Regions from separate parts of the Anser cygnoides genome. Here region 2 is linked to region 1. The links are chromatin contacts, called in public Hi-C maps. All regions are on one chromosome and are shown on one strand. Each heading gives the region's core, a stretch centred on a gene start, on an enhancer-like site or on the middle of the called end of the contact. The rest is flanking DNA. Distances are from core to core; before and after follow the strand shown.

Region 1 (2,700 bases), core at 194-2,693:
CTCTCGCCGAGCCAGATTGCTCCAGTCGCTCGCAAGGGGGAGGCTGGACTCTGAAAAAAGGCTACTGCTGCTGCTGCTCGCATTCCTGCTGCAAGGGCCTCCCCTTCAGACGGCCTTTGCCAGAGCAGAACTTTTAAAAATGCTGCAAATAGGAGCTTTTTTTTTTTTCTTCTTCTTCTTTCCCTCCCTCCCTCTCTCTGCTTTATTTAACCCTCCGCTTTCACTGTGTAAGAGCTGGGCTAATTTTCCATCTCTTTTGGGCTTTGCTTGGCTGTACTGTACGTCGCAATGTGGAGGTTAAAGCTCCAAGTATTTTCCCCTCCGCTGATCCTTTTCTCTCTCTCCCTCTCCTCTCCCTCTCTTTTTCCTTGTTAAAGAAATTGATTTCTTTGACTGAGCGATGAATCGGGCTTTGCTAGTTTGTATGCTGTGAGAACGAAGCCTTTTACTTGTGGTTTCCCCCCCCCCCTCCCCTAGCATCAGTGCACTGCGCTGCCTACAGAACAAGCCGCTAGTTCTCTGGCTTTCTCTTTCTCTTTGGTACGAATATATTTTTAGTGGCTTTAGGTATCTCTGCCACATGAAATAGGGCGGCTGATGTCCCTCCAAGCCCCTTGCAATCTGAAATGGAAACGTGGGTAGTGCTGCTGTGGAGACAGGGGGTACAAAGGCTGCCTACTCCCTGCGAGCCTCTCCCTGCTGAGGAGGGAAGAGGGGATGTGCAGTAAAATGCCGTCTCTGGGACAGGTGCCAGCTCCTAGACAAAAGAAGTAAAATAGGCGGTAAAGAGGGAGGGGGGGAAATTAATAGCCAAGAAAAATAGGAGTCGCAGATCTCTGAGAGGCAGCCCTGGCGAGAGTAGTGGTGCCTAGCTGGCCTTTTTTTTCGGAATATTTCCGTAGCCGTGCGTTGAAAGGGGAGAGTTGCGGCATACTTTTATTCTCGTTTTCTCTGCAGACGTTTGAAAGCGTGAAGGCAGGGTGGAGGGTGCGCTTTTTTTTTTTTTTCCTCCTTCCTCTCTGCTGAATTATTCATAGTGTCAGCGGTGAAGCCAGGACTATTAGCATGCATCAGACATGCTGTTTGTCTGTTTGCTAACATTCTTCATTCAAGACTTGTTAACTACCAGACAAGCTTAACACGCTTCTCTCTTTCCCCTCCCTCCCCTCCTCTCTCCCTCCCCTTCTCCCTCCTCTCTCCCTTCCCTTCCCCTCCATGCCACCCCTCGCAGCCTCCCATTGTTGTCGCAGGGAGCTGGCAGCAGGGGCACTTGTGGCAGGGGCAGCGTGCGGAGGAGCCGCCGAGGTAAGGACCGCCTGCCCTTCCTCGCAGGCCTGCGTGTGCCCGGGGGGAGCCGCCGGCTCGCCGCCTGCCCTCCTGCCTGCCTGCCTCCCCTTCCCTGCGAGGTGAAGCCGGAGCCGGCCCTGGGCTGCCCCCTGCCCGAGCCTCGCGGGGCGGCAGCAGCAAGTTTGGGAAAGTCAGCGTGCACCGCGCTGCCCCTCGCCTCCAGCCGTCTGCCGGAGGGACGCGGGGCTCGACGCCCCCGGGGCTCCCTGCCCCCGGTGGGTTTGGGATTTATTTATTTTTTTATTTTCGGTGGGGGTTATTCGCCCTCCCTGCCAAGCCGGCCCCTCCCTTCGCTCGGCTGTCGAAAGCCGGCGAAGCTTCGTTTTCTGCGCAGACAAAGGTCGATCACAGCTTTTATTTCTGAATGCAAATGTTCTAGGACTTGTGCCAGTCGCGCCTTCATTGATTGCAATGTAGCTTCGTGCTTCAATGGCAATTCTCCCCCCCCACCTCTTTTTTTTTTTTTTTTTTAATAGAAGGAAGCTCAAGGAAAGATACAAACAAAGTTGGGCGGTGCAAGTTTTTTTTACATCTATTTTATATTTCAGCGTGCTTGCAGCGTTGTTAAAGAGCAGTTACAGTTACTGCAGAACAGTTACAGCGCAGCTGGTAACACGGCCGTGGGTTTTTTTGCTACTCGTACGCCTGTGCATCAGTGTACACGCTCGCCCTTCTTGACTAATATTCCTGAGGTAACTATGTGATGATCTTCAGTAACTGTAGCTCATTGCAATTGCCTTTCCTGACTGTCTTAGCAACGTGAATTTGGACGTGAAGATTTCCAGGGTTCGTATTTAAATTCGTGTAGTACCTGGAATTGTTCAGGATGAGTTTATAATTTAAATTTATAATTTAAAGTACTATTTTGGATATCCTTTAAAGGTCCGTAAGTGTATTTTCTCCTATATCTCCTGTGTGTGTGCACGGGCACATGCTCACGCTCACTCCCACTCTCTTTCTCTTGCTCTTCGGGTGTTAACGAAGGAATTTATTTAAGTATATTGCTTCAATATATGAGTAATGCCATTTATAGAGCAAAGTAGCATACGGTTATATATGTTCTGAGTTAGGTACAATCTGGCAGAGCATTGCACGTTTAAGATTTATAACTACTCTGAAATTGGCAGACCTGTAATACTTAACTCTGTATGCTTTATTTAGACAAGTGCATGTGCAAATTAAAGTAGCTAGAAAAAAATATATTTTAAAGACCCTCTATGAGAAATCTAGTCCTTTCATATGTATTTGTAAAACAGAATGCTTTCCTCTACACTGAAAAATCTGGACACTTACGTAAAATATTTGAATCTTTTCCTTTAATTTTATTTATATCCACGAAGTTAAGTAAATAAG
Region 2 (2,700 bases), core at 19-2,518, 250 kb before region 1:
ATGTGGTACATCTTCATTGCAAAAGGCAGAAGATAGTGAACAAAGATCCTGACAGAGTATGCTCTCATCTCTTGTAGATAAGTGAGTCCTGCTAACTGACCATAGTGACGCTGCAACAAAACGTGTTCTTCAGTTTATGCATGGCACAAATTCATCTGTGCACTTTTTTCCATTTATGAAATTCCAAAACATTAATATACCCTTAAAACCTTACTTTGGTATATTAATATGAATGGTGTCAGGCAGAGTATACATAATAACAAATATTCATTGCTTTTCAAGAGTAAACTTGGAATAAAACCTTGATTACCTGCATAATTAATCCCTGTTCACAAGCATTTGCATGCCTGAATAATTAAAGAATTAGGGCCTAAAAATGAAAACGGATAAAGCCTGCATTTTTGTACTTAAAAAGCTTCAGAAGCAACAATGGTAGTTCACAGCACATAAATAATTCAGAGTGAGCTTCCTCTTTTTTTTTTTTTTCTCTAGAAATCCTCTTAGTGCTTCCTAATTAAATGAAAATATTTTATAAGCCGTCATTTCATGACATCACAAGAATATTTTAAACTATGACAAGCCAAATTTACATTTTCGCTATTTGCGATCTGATAGCCAGAGCCATTTTAATGGAACTGTAAACCAGCATAAAGGTTTTATTAAATGAGCATGCACTTTTAAAAAGAGCGAAAAATTCTACGCAGGCCGTGGTCATCTTTTAAGTCGACTTCTACTTCTACTCGGCACTTTTGTCTTGGAAGTGCTAAAGCTATACATAGAAGGCACACGGCGTGCTTCCATCTCGACAAAAACTACACAAACAGCAGGTGTGGGGCGGGGGGGGATATACTGTGGGATGAGGACTCGGCTTATTTAAAAGACTTTCCCCCCCCCCCGAGAAAGCACTAAAATCCCGTGTGCGGTTCCCCGGCCCCAAAAGCACGGCGAGGCGGCAGAGGGCGCCCTGCCCCGCCCTGTCAGTCACTCAGGGCGCGGGGAACTTTCTGGAAGGCGCTGCTGACGCTTCCCGCCCCTGCCTGCGCTGCCCTCCCTCGGGGCCCCGCGGGGACCGCACCGGCCCCGGGGGGCTCCGGACAGTGAGCACGGCGGGGGCCACGCAGGGGTGCCCACCCCGTACCGCCAAAGCCCCCCCCCGGGCGCTGCCGTCGATCTGTCCCGCTACGAGGCTGCCGCCACGCAGAGCGCTGGCGCAGCCTCAGCCCTGCCCAGCTGGCGACCGCCCCAAGCCCGCCTTCCCCTCGCCTTCCTCCATTTTCTTCCTCCCCCCTTCGCCGCTCCGGGCTTCCCACCGCGCCCCTCCCGGTCGGTGCGTGCTGCAGCCTGCCGGCAGATGGCCGCCGGCCGCCCGCCCGCCCTAACAGCAGGCGGCCGCCCCCAGCACGCCCTCTGCCCCGGCGCTGGGGCCGCGGAGGGCAGCGGGAGCCCGTGGGTGTTTGCGCCCCTCCTGAGGGCTCGTCCGGTCTGATCCCGGCGTGCTGGCCGTGGCAGCAGTCACCTGCCCTCATGGCACCCGCATGGCCCTGTCAAGGTCCCCGAGGGATGCTCGGTGTCACTGTACCTACTCCTTTGCCCCTTAGCTTATGCATTTATTTATGTCTGTACTGCACGAGAAGCGGGGCCTACGTGGCGACTGCTTGTGAGGAAGGCTTCCATGGAGCGAACGACTTTTCCTGTTTCTCTTTTTGTTTCATGCTTTGTTAATTCTAAGGAATTATCAAACTGTATATTATAAAGTCAGAAGACCGCTGCCTGCTCTTTACCTCCTAACTAAAAAAAAAAAAAAAAAAATCATATTCAGCGGCCTAATACACAATAGGCTATTTTAAAGGCAAGGTAGCTGAAATCAGACCAATTACTTAAAAATAAGGGCATTGTTCGCACGTTACATTTTTCAATGAGCTTAGTGGTAGAGGAGCTGCACGTTCAGACTCATGAATGCTACATTTTTTATTACTTCTGAAGAGGTAGGGCAGTAGTGGGATAAGAAACTTTTTTTTTTTTTTTTCCTGGGTTAGACCATATGTTTTGATTCTGGCAGCCCTGCAGTAGTTAGTCACGAGCAGAGGTAATAACTGGGGAATGTACCATTAGAAAATAATGTGGAGGTATGTGAAGAATGGTACGGTCATATTTTATCACTGCAGTTTATCATACTGCTTAGATTCACCGAGGGATCAGTGCGCTTAATCCATTTTGCTAAGCACTGTATAAACCAGGCATAAAGACAATGCCTGGCTAGAAAAACTGCTGTTTCTACTGACTTCACATTAGCTCGGGTCTAATTTGTCCCCGATGTGTATAAGGATGCATTTTTGTATAAAATAAACATCAGAATATCTCAGCCTTTGGCACACCCCGTATTTAACACGGAAATGTTTTACAAGGCCTAATATGGAGCGATATGATCGCTGCCTTGTGCAGAAAAGACAACAGACATTGCAGGAAAACAAAATAAAACCTTCAAAAGCTCTATCCCCTCCGTGGTGCGGGCGTCGCAGAGGAAGACCTGAGCAACAGTTCGGCGCAGCAACTGGGAGCCCACAGCGCTGGGCGGCTGCCCTCCTCTCCTCAGCTTTTATTTTGCCTTTTTTTTTTTCTCCCCCCCCCCCCCTTTTTTTTTTTGATGTCACCTTGCTGCAGTCTCACAGCCTTTGGGCCGGCGGTGGTCCTGGTCACTCT

The links. A called contact is a pair of places that touch in the nucleus more often than the background predicts.
Region 2: a Hi-C map of liver shows a contact between it and region 1, with 3 times the contacts expected there. The contact joins two enhancer-like sites. A contact is called at or near these places in 3 of 7 Hi-C or Micro-C datasets (granulosa cells and liver).

Annotation. Positions count from the first base shown.
Region 1 is chr1:73,128,309-73,131,008 of Taihu_goose_T2T_genome, reverse strand. No RefSeq gene overlaps it. Among named protein-coding and RNA genes, the nearest start is that of PPARA, 110 kb to the right of the region's middle. Within about 2 kb of position 1,443, at least 2 of the 3 cell types and tissues checked have open chromatin away from gene starts, as enhancers often do. A contact at or near this core is called in liver, where this site is marked.
Region 2 is chr1:73,376,344-73,379,043 of Taihu_goose_T2T_genome, reverse strand. No RefSeq gene overlaps it. Among named protein-coding and RNA genes, the nearest start is that of WNT7B, 17 kb to the left of the region's middle. Within about 2 kb of position 1,268, at least 3 of the 3 cell types and tissues checked have open chromatin away from gene starts, as enhancers often do. A contact at or near this core is called in liver, where this site is marked.